2 separate regions of the Mus musculus genome follow, and region 1 is linked to region 2. A link is a contact called in public HiChIP or PLAC-seq data. All regions are on one chromosome and are shown on one strand. Each heading gives the region's core, a stretch centred on a gene start, on an enhancer-like site or on the middle of the called end of the contact. The rest is flanking DNA. Distances are from core to core; before and after follow the strand shown.

Evidence for each region. HiChIP or PLAC-seq counts read pairs in DNA pulled down with a chosen protein or histone mark.
Region 1: an H3K27ac HiChIP or PLAC-seq map of embryonic stem cells shows a contact between it and region 2, with 7 read pairs. The contact joins the promoter of Slc45a3 here to the enhancer-like site in region 2. A contact is called at or near these places in 7 of 39 promoter capture datasets (the 3T3-L1 cell line, 3T3-L1-derived adipocytes, embryonic stem cells and 3 more), 2 of 484 Hi-C or Micro-C datasets (the G1E-ER4 cell line and embryonic stem cells), 5 of 115 datasets of contacts at active chromatin or transcription factors (the HPC-7 cell line, embryonic stem cells and epiblast stem cells) and 4 of 9 other capture datasets (adipose tissue, embryonic stem cells, liver and 1 more).

Annotation. Positions count from the first base shown.
Region 1 is chr1:131,960,350-131,966,054 of GRCm38.p6, reverse strand. Slc45a3 (solute carrier family 45, member 3) reads right to left here and starts at 3,140. Exons shown (of 5, transcript NM_001177628.2): 1 at 3,003-3,140.
Region 2 is chr1:131,887,719-131,892,677 of GRCm38.p6, reverse strand. No RefSeq gene overlaps it. Among named protein-coding and RNA genes, the nearest start is that of Nucks1, 20 kb to the left of the region's middle. Within about 2 kb of position 2,352, at least 8 of the 459 cell types and tissues checked have an H3K27ac peak or open chromatin away from gene starts, as enhancers often do. A contact at or near this core is called in embryonic stem cells, where this site is marked.

The sequences.
Region 1 (5,705 bases), core at 1,891-4,390, 73 kb before region 2:
TTCTGCACTAATCATAAAACCCATCAGGAAGTAGAGAGAGGGGAAGAGATCAAGATGTCCACCCTGTCTTGGTCTGTTCTTCGCACTGGATCCAGAATTCAATTGCAAATGTGTTACTGGTGGCTTACATATGTTATATATGGTGGTGTTCCCTGCCTGGCTAGGAAACTATTTTCTAAGTTAATCCACAGTGATCGACTCCCCTGTCACCAACTAGCAGCAGCTGACATTTATCAAGCTCGAAGTAACCAGCTGCTCTGCTCAGAGGTTTACCTGTAGCGGTCTCCTTAATCCCCAAATCCTGGAAGGCAGGTCCTAGAATGCTTGGTTTACAGAGGACAAAGCAGAATCAGGAGACTGATAACTTACTTTGGAGGAAATGGGATTCGAGCCACTTGCTAGAACCAAGTCTCTTAGCTACTTAAACTTCCCAAAGCCCACAAGACCTTGTCTTCAAAGAAGTAAGCCTAGAACAGTCTCTTTAAAAAAGAAAGAAAAGAGCAGGGCTCAAGCTGAGCATGGTGGCATACACCTATAATCCCAGCGCTAGGGAGGTCAAGACAGCTACATAGACACTGTCTCAAAAAAAAAAAAAAAAAAAAAAAAAGAAAGAAAGAAAGAAAGAAAAAAAGAAAAGAAAAGAAGAGAAGAGAAGAAAGAAAACCAGAAAGTAGGGCCCCTAGAGTATTGAACCATCTGCAGACCATCCATCCAGATGACAGGTGATAAATATAATAGTTAAAACCAACATTCATTGAGCATTTTCTACATTTCACACAAAACAAAATAGGTTTTGTTTTGAGGGGATTTTGTTTTGTTTCGTGTTGTTTGTTTTAGACAGAGTCTCACGTAAGTCAGGCTGGTCTGGAACTCATTATGTAGTCAAAACTCTGGCCTTGAACTCCTAATCCTCTTGCCTCTGCCTCCCAAGTGTGCTGAGATTACAGGTGTAAGCCACCACACTGGGCTAAAGACACAGTTGAGTTCTACATGTGTTATTTAATGAAGTTATAATTTTAGACTTGTGTGTGTGTGTTTGTTAGTGCTGGTTGTATTTGCCATCATTAACTTCAATCACAAAGCTGTGCCGAGGGTACGATCATTGTCATCATCCTGGTCCCCACTTTGCAACAAGGTTGAAAAGTTAAAGAGACTTGCGGAGCAGAACCGGCAGCAGAAAAGCCAGCTTTGGGGCAGCCTGTATTCTCATCCCTGAAGTGCTGCAAGGTTTCGGTCCAGAGGTTACCACCAGAAATCAGTCTTACTTCCTTGACCTTGGACCGTTCTTCTCTACCTTTCTGCCTTTCTCTCTCCAGGGCTCTGCCTAGGCCCAGTTCTAGCTTGGGACCAGTACACATCTTTTCCAAAACCAGCAGCATGCAGGGCATAATGTACTACCCAAGGACCTTGCCCAGTTCCTCCTCCTGTTCCTTTAGGGTTACTCAGTGAGTTAGAGGGATTGGGGGGTCGGGGGTGGGGGTGGGGATTTCACTCTCCACTCCAAAAGTGCATAAGGAAAGCTTCTCTTGGCAAAGACCCTAACTGGGGCCTGCATGTCCACAGCTGTACTATTATCTTTAGACTCAGCCAGTGAGTCAAACTTTTCTGGGCACTTTTGGTTTTAGTACAGTCTTGCTTCCAGGCCAGCCCTGGAGCTGGGGCAGGCGGGAGATAAGGGAGGAATGAGAGGATGAACTGGGTCCAACAGAAAGGCCAGAGGGTTCAGATCCTGTCCCACTTACTCCCTGGGACACAGTGTTCTGTGTGGTTCCTCAGCTTTCTGTCCAGCATCTAGCTCCTGGGCCCTTCTCTTCCCAGCTCCATATGTCAACCTGTTCCCCATGCCTTAGGCACGTGGGCCCACACCGAGGCTTCACACTCTGGGAAAGGGATTGTGCTTCACGCGTAGGAAACAGAGGCTAGAAACCTTAACAGTTTCACCCTCCTGAGAAAAGCTTCCAGAAGCCCAGCCAGTCATTCTAAGCTGCATCTACTCCGTGCCCGTCTGCAAAGCCCTAGCTGGGCTATTCAAAATTCAACCTAGCCAGCTAGGATTGGGTCTGTCACAGCTGAGCATCAAGTTCTCACCAGATACCCACCGGGCCAAACTCTTCCTACCTACAATTCATACTCCTAGGGAAAGAGGAAGCACCGAGTTCTCCGTGGCCTTGGACGAGTCAAGTGTGTGTCATGAAGGAGGGGGCTGAGTCGGAGGGCAAGGGACAGAGCAGTCACAGGGTTCCCTGTCAGGAAGCGGAGACTAAGGAAGAGCTGAGCCTGCAAAGCTCCTGGAGTTTCTCCACCGGGCGTGCTGCCGCCCGCCGAGCGCTTTCTCGCTCTGTAGAGTACTCCCCATCCCCACCTGAGCCTCGGGACACAGCAGCCACAGCCGGAGCTGCTTTTACTCTCCGCAGGTGGGTAACGGAGGCAGAGAAGGAAGGCGCAGGATCGCACACGTACACTTACACTCATTATCCCAGCCTCAACTCCACCAAAGCCTTGCTCCAATTCTAGGGTCAAGAGAGCTGGGTCCCCTTCTGTCTCCGACCAAGGCTCCCGGTTGAAGGACCTCCCAGGGCTTCCCTAAGTGTGGACCGTGCGCGCCGCGGTGACTCATCTGCCCCTTTCGGGCGCAGCCCAGACAAGGGAAGAAATAAACGCAACTTTCCAAAGAAAACTCTGCGGCGGGAGGCTGCAGCAGGGGCGGCCGGCCTTCCGTCGGCCTGGCCCGGGACTCCGCGGCTCCGATCCCGCCCTCCGCGCGCGGCCCGGGACAGCGGGCACCACAGCACAGCGCTCCGGGAGGAAGCGCACTCAGCGCGGACGCGAGCGGGCGCCCGCCCTAGGCACCCGGTCACCAGGGGCCGCGCCCTCCCCGCGAGCCTCCGCTCGCGCAGGGCCGGGACGCCACGGAGCGGCCCCATCCCGCGGGGTGCTGAAAGCCACCGCCGAGCACGGCCACCCGCGCGCACCTTTCCCGCCGGGACCAGCCCCTCCCCTACCTGGCCCGGCGTGCGGCTGTCACCTGGGGCTGGCGCGTGCGAGCTCGGACCCCTGCTTCACCAACGCGCGCCAGCGGGCGCCTTTTAAATCTCCAGGTTACTCAGTGGGGGGAGAGAGCATGCGCGCTGGGGCTGCCAGGAGGGGGGCGGGGCAAGGCGGGTCGGAGGTGGGGGGGTGCTGGGAGGGGATGGAGGGGTGGGGCCGGTCCCCAAGGGAAGAAAGCGGGAGGTGGAAAAGCAGTCTCCTTTCTGGTCGCGACCGGACGGGCAGCCCCCGCGTGGCTCCTAGACTGCCCTGTCATTACCTAGGGCCGTGCACCGCCCCCTCTGCCGCTTGCCACCAAAACATTTAGGTAAAAACTACCCAGCTCCACGGGGTACCTCCCCTCTGCTCCTCGACCATTGCCCGCGCGTGCCATTCTGGACATCCTGCTGTCCAGGCACAACTGCGACCCACCCGCACTGGACCACGCCTTCAAAGGATCGGCCACATTCTGAGAGCTACTTTTCCTTGCTCTCAGAAAGCTAACTCAGTGCCTCTTTCTGCAACTCAAAGACAAAACTCCCACTTCTTTTTTCTTCTTTTACTTGTGGTTGCGTATAAGGAAGGAGAGGTGATAAATTGCCACCAAAATGTTCCCAGTCAAAGTTTCCAAAATGCCTGGACTGGCAGGAAGCGGGTGCAGGTGGGAGCGTTGCAATCGTAGGCTGATCCCGGGGTGGGGGTGGGGACTTTATTGTGTCTCTTTCATCCATGGAATTGTCTAAGGTGGAGAGACATTCACTTAGGCGACTTGTTGACCTCAATACCACAGGCTAGACATTTCTGCAGATATTTTTGGTGCACGAGACTAAGTAATCATAAAAATATCAGAGGGAAATGTGTTGTTGATGAATATTATATATTGGGCTAAGGGTTGTTTTCATCATCTCGGTATGAATATAAACAGACATTTTCCCCTTTGTTCTTATTCTCTGAGCAAGATACATATAGCCAGAGCTTACATATATGAGCATTTACATCGTATCAAATGTGTGTGATGTCTCAGTGAGAAGAAGTCCACAAGAAGATATGTGCAAGTTTATGTACAAATACTACAGCATGCTGTCTTGAGACCCTGGGGTGGATCGGGTATCCATAGGGTCCTGGGACCATCTGCACTACAGAATCCCAGGAAATGCTTTTGACATGGAGGACCTGGATGGCCTTAGATGGGAACTGGCCACTATGGTGCTGGATTGCAGTGTTTTGTTTGTTTGTTTTTGTTTTTTTGTTTTGGTTTTTTCGAGACAGGGTTTCTCTGTATAGCCCTGGCTGTCCTGGAACTCACTCGTAGACCAGGCTGGCCTCGAACTCAGAAATCCGCCTGCCTCTGCCTCCCCAGTGCTGGGATTAAAGGCGTGTCCCACCAACGCCCCGGCCTGGATTGCAGTGTTAACCCAGTGTTAACCCTTGTGCACCGTGGGGGCAAGTCCTTCCCATCTTCTGGGTTCTGTTCGAGGCAGCTAGTCAGCTGTCCCCCCAAAGGCACCCCCAGGTAGGAGGATAAGGATAGAAGAAAAAGAGAGACGTCAAAGGGAAAGCAAGAAATGGGCTAGTGGGGAAGAGAGCATATGTACAGGGGGAAACAGAGAACAAAATGTTAAGAGTCTGCATTCCGAGTCATTACATTAAATGTGAAAACCTTCTGGGCATAGCCTCCTTGGGAGCACAAGAACATTCATCCTAACTGGGATCTTGGCTTTCCAACATTTTTAACATACTTATCTGTAACCAGTAGAGAGCCCAGGGTGGAGTTCTGGTGACTCCGAGGGAGCCAGTGTCCCCTTTGCCCCAGGAAAAAGGGGCAGGAGTCATGGGGAATGCCAGGTCAGGTGGAAAATTACAGAGCCTAGAGAGTGGACAGTGGTATTTTCCAGGCTTGTGAGAGCAGTGGGAGCAAGAGTGTTGTCCCACCTCAGAGGACTGAGTGTCCTCTTGGTTGTCCTTTTCTTGTTCCTTGCTAGAGGACTGTATGTATTCTACTGGGTGACAAGACACAGTGAAGAGGGGGGAAGGACTCCAGAGATCCAAGACCATCCCCTAGAAACCTGCCATCTGAACAACAAAAGGTACTTTCTTCCCAAGCATTTACTGCTGGGGCCTGTTCTAAAATCCCTTCCCCTTCTGCAGATACTAGTTAACCAGTATGCCAGGAACTGTTTCTAAATGCTTAGGACAATCCGGACCTTACAGAAACCAAGGTAATTTCTCAGTTTAATTCCTTTCTCCCAAGTCCCCAGTCACAGTCTCCTGCAGAAACGAGGAGTCTGTCATCTAGCTGTGATTGTAACTTCAGAGCTCAGAGGAATTCATCACACCTGTGTTCCTCCCCACCACGCTGGGGCGGGCCTGTGTGAATAACTTCTCAATTCTCCACTAAGTCAGCTATAGGAAAACCATCATGACCCCTTTCCTTCCTGTCTTCTCCCTCCCCCATTGCTCACATGTGCACACACATACTAAAACCCTACTCCCTAGCCACTTCCCATTTATAGGAAATGGGGGATGATGTGAGGAGGAAGGCCATCCTTGGGGAACTGCTAATAGTCTGGCTGGATATTGGAGAAACCAAAGATGCTGGCAAAATGCATTAGCAGCTTCTGCCCCACCCCCTCCCCATCTTCTCCCCATTATCCTTGGGCTCAGAGCGAGCAGCCTCC
Region 2 (4,959 bases), core at 1,103-3,602:
TTCAACCCTCTGGGTGTGCTCTCACCTCTCTGAGAAAAAAAAAGAGAGAGAGAAAATTCACCAAGAAAAGAGCAAAAATGAACAAACAAACAAACAAGGAAACCAAACACTACAGAGATAGATGTCTTCGTGATTACTACATTATTGCTTATTGGCTGACCTTGAGATGGGAGAAATGACTTTGCTTATTCAAGGGGTTCCTGAGCAACCCCAAGGGTCCTTGACTGTAGAAAAAAAGGCAAAAAAGGTTGGAGTGATGAGCTTCAAGAAAAAAAATGATCCACTCTTTCTAGATTTGAGGAAGAATGGAGGAGCTCACGAGGCAAGGAATGGGAGCAGTCCCCAGAAGCTAGAAAATTCAGAAAACACATACATAAAAAAATCCCTCCACAAATATATGTATGTGCATGTACATGTATAGTATATGTTTATGTATATATATATATATATATATATATATATGTATTGTATATGTGTATGTATATGTATGATATATGCATATGTATATGTTTTGTTTCCTCTAAAAGCCATCAGCCTGGCCCATACCTTAATGTAAGCCTAATGGACTTCATACAACCAAAACCGTGGGCTAATACATTTGTCACTTTGACATTTTAGCCTTTTTAAGGAAGTTATGATTGTGGATTCTTTGTTTCAGTCAGAAAAACAAACCCCTCTGTAGTCCAACTGCTTCAGTGTTATGTGTATCGTCCCCCCCACCCCCCCCCATACTCTGTATGTGTGTTACAGAGATTTGAACCCAGGATCTTGTATAAACACTCTTCATTTGTTTTAAATCCTTAGACTTTTAAAAAAAGATCCTTAGATCCAACTCCAATTTTTTTTTAAAGGTTTATTATTCCTTTTTCTTTCATTGAGACAGGATCTCAATGGTAGTCCATGTGATCCTGAAACTCATTTCATGGCCCAGGTTTGTCTTGAAGTTGAGGCAATCATCCTGCTGAAAAGTCAGCTCAGGAACTCTGGGAAGGTCAGGACACACTAGCCCCTTGAAGGGAGAGGCGAATTAACATTTTTCAGACCACAGGGCAGGAACCGACCTGCGGGTGGGAACACATTCTGTAGGATGGACTGTTGCCTACCTCCAGACAATGGAAGTCCTTGTCACCTTATTCCCTAGAGACCAATCAGTTTAAAGGGTGCACTGTTCTGTGCACAGTTGCTGATTCTCTATACTGTCCCCCCGGAAACCATATAAAAACTCACTGAATGGTTACTGGGGGTCGCAGCCTCTCCTTCAGGTCTGGGAATACCCCAGTGCTTTGGAAAAATAAATTCCTCTTGTTTTTTTGCATCAATCCCTGATCCACGTGGCTCACTCAGGGGGTCCCTGGTAAGCTAAGGCTCCCTTGAGTCTTACACTGTCTCAGCCTCTCAAGTGCTAGGATGCAGGTATGAAGACACCAATTTTCTTTTTTTTTAAATCTTGAGACAGTTTTGATAATTTGTGAAGGATAATCTTGAATTCACTCTGTAGACAAGGAAGGAAGGTCTTGAACCAGGGATCTTCCTGCCTCAGTTTACCAAGTAGCTGGAATTACTGGCTGTTTGGTTTCAGACCTGTGGACAAGGGACCAAGGTGCATATTTTACACATCAAAACAGGCTGGGCCTACAGGTTCTCCCAGCATCCTTCAGTCCTTACCTGACATACCCTGTCCCCAGTCCTTACTTTTCCTGCCCAGGGGTTGGGCTGCCTTTCCCCCAAAGATCTTCCCTATATAATCCAGACATTTTGGGCTCCCTACTCTTCTCTGTGTCCCGAAGCTCTTTCTGTCTCTATTCTCTCATGCCCCCTCCATGGTGACTTCCTTGGCCTAGGTCCCTGGGGCCAGTGAACTTGCCCTAGAGCAGCTTTCCAATAAACCTGCCTATATAATTTAATCTGGCTTGAATTGGCTCATTTCACCGGTGAAGCAATAACTCATCACTGTTCTGTACCACCAGCCCTAGTTTTGACATGACTTATACAACTCCTTTGTTTGAGCCTGCTGCTAACTTCATCCTTCCATTTCTACTCCTGCAGTGGTCTGTGTCCCTCTGAAGGTCACATCTTGAAATTTCCTGTGTGTTGGTATTAAGAGGTGGAGCGTTAGAGGGGTGACTAGGTCATAAGGGTGGAGTCCTACGAAAGAGATTATTGCACTTTAAAAGATTAGGGAAATGGCCCAGTAGGAGAAGCAGTTGGTATGTAAACATGGGGAACTGAATTTGAATGCCCAGAACCAATATCAAAACTGAGCACAATAGTACTTATCTGTACTCCCAGTGCTCCCAGGGAAAGATGGGAAAAAAAAACAAGAGAATCCTTGAAAGCTAGTTAAGTTTTATAGCCTGACACACCCAGTGGCAAACAACAAAGAGACCCTATTTCAAACAACACCCAAAGCAAGGACCAACACCCAAGGTCGTCCTCTGTCAAATGTAGGCCGCGGTACACCGGTCCCCCCTCCCCCCCCAAAGTTACAAAGTCACAAGTACCTAGCACCTGGGACAAGGTGGATATACCACTATTGGTTAAGTAATTGACCTAAGCAATGTAGTAATCATCTTTTTAACCTAATTAGTACCTCCCTACACAGAAACCATTTAGACAATGGTATAAGACTTCTAAGCTTGCTGGGCAGTGGTGGCACATACTTTTAATCCCAGCACTTGAGAGACAGAGGCAGGAGGATTTCTGAGTTCGAGGCCAGCCTGGTCTACAGAGTGAGTTCCAGGACAGCCAGGGCTACACAGAGAAACCCTGTCTCGAAAACAAACAAACAAACAAACAAACAAACACCTTCTAAACTCCCTTTCCTCCCAACCTGAAATCCTAACTCAGCTCTTTCTGAATTTTTATTCATCTCAAATCCTACCTTGAAAATTGTCTTGCTGGTGGGTGATGTTCACCTGCAATCTCAGCTCCCAGGGGCGGGTGTGTGTGTGTGTGTGTGTGTGTGTGTAAGTAGGAGCATTGGAGCAATGGGAGGTGGAAGCACGAGCATTGGGGGCAGTTCAGTGTAAACGGAGGTATCAGTTGCATCACTGGGACTATTAAATAGTACGGTTTTATACTTTCCTTCTTTTTTAGCACTTTAGATCAAAGCCTAAGTATTACATGAATGGTAAGTGCTCTACCACTAAGGCACATCTCCAGTCCCATCTTCATTTTCCATAGTGACTAGCTTTTAATTTTCTTTCACTATAAAAATATAGAAGTAATTAAGGTTGTAGCTCGGGTTAGTAGAGTGCTTGCCTGGGATTGATCCCAGCACTGCATAAACTGGGCTTAGTCATGTGTGCCTGTGATTCTAGCACTAGGGAGGCAGACACAGGACAACCAGAAATTCAAGGCCATCCTTACTACATAGGGAGTCTGAGGTAAGCTTGGGCTACCTGACACCTTCCCTCAATTTTATACACACAGGAAAGAACCCCGTCATTCGCTCTCTCTCTCATATATATATATATATATATATATATATATATATATATATATATGTCACTGTCTTCAAACACACCAGAAGAGGGTATCAGACCCCATTACAGATGATTGTGAGCCACCATGTGATTGCTAGGAATTGAACTCAGGACCTCTGGAAGAGCAGTCAGTCAGCAGCATCTCTCCAGCCCCTCTTTTTACATTTTATTTAGATCTTTTATTCCATTCATTGTTCATATAAACAAGGTTTAATGTCTGACACATGCTTTGTAGGTATTAGATGCAAAGTCATTAAAACATAGGCCCTTCTTGCTGGGTATGGTGGCATATGCCTGTGATCCTAGCACTCAAGATCACAAGTTCCAGACCAGCCTGGGCCACATAGTGAGTTCTAGATCAGGCTGAACATCATAGCAAGACTCTGTCTCAGGAAAGATAGCTCAGTGGATAAAGAAAGACATTTGTCACCAAATCTGATGACCTGACTAGATTCCCGGGACTCACTCTAGAAGGACTACCCTGCAAGCTGTCCTCTGACTTTTACATACTCATAGGTATACACACACACACACATGAAATAAATAAGTAAATAGTTTTTTAAAAAAGGAAAACTATAGGGGGCTGGAGAGGTGGCTCAGCAGTTAAGAGCACTGGCTGCTCTTTCAGAGGTCCTGAGTTCAATTCCCAGCAACTACATGATGGCTCACAATCATCTGTAATGAGATCTGATGCTCTCTTCTGATGCATCTGAAAACAGCTACACTATACTAATATTAAATAAATAAATAAATAAATAGATAAATAAATAAATCTTAAACAAAAAAGGAAAACAATATATACATATGATATATGTATGATTTCTTCCCCAATGTAAGTCAGCCAATTAGAGCAAGAGAACTAAATTAGCAATTACACACACACACACAAAGAGAATATGTGATTTATAGTCACACCCCAGTTACCATTAGCTCCTACCAGCAAATGTTGGAAATTAGAATGACCGTTACCATCCCTGAATTTGCACATGACCTTGCGTATGATTTTTCTGTGTGTGAGTGTAAGTTGTACCATGGCACACATATGGAGGTCAGAGAACAACTCTTCGGGTTATTTCTCCATTCTCACCTCGAGGGACTGGGTCTCTGGTTTCTACTGCACTGCATATACTAGGCTAAGAGGCCTGGGAACTTCCAGCATCCTCTTCCTCCACTTTCTATCTCACTGTTAGAGTTCTGGAATTACAGACACACCATCATATCAGGCTTGTTGTATTCCAGGGAACTTGGGTCATCAGGCATGAATCAAGGATATTGTTATGATTCTCTAAAATTAATCCCTATGTTTGACGTGAGCCTTACAAAATCCACATAGAATTTATTATGAATTCATCAATACTGTCAAGTTTAGTAAGAAGGATAAATGCCAAGATTGTTTTTTAAATGTGTGAAGAACAATTAGAAATATCTTGCCTGAAGAGGCCAACTCATAGCTAAAGACATTGGTAGTCGGGCA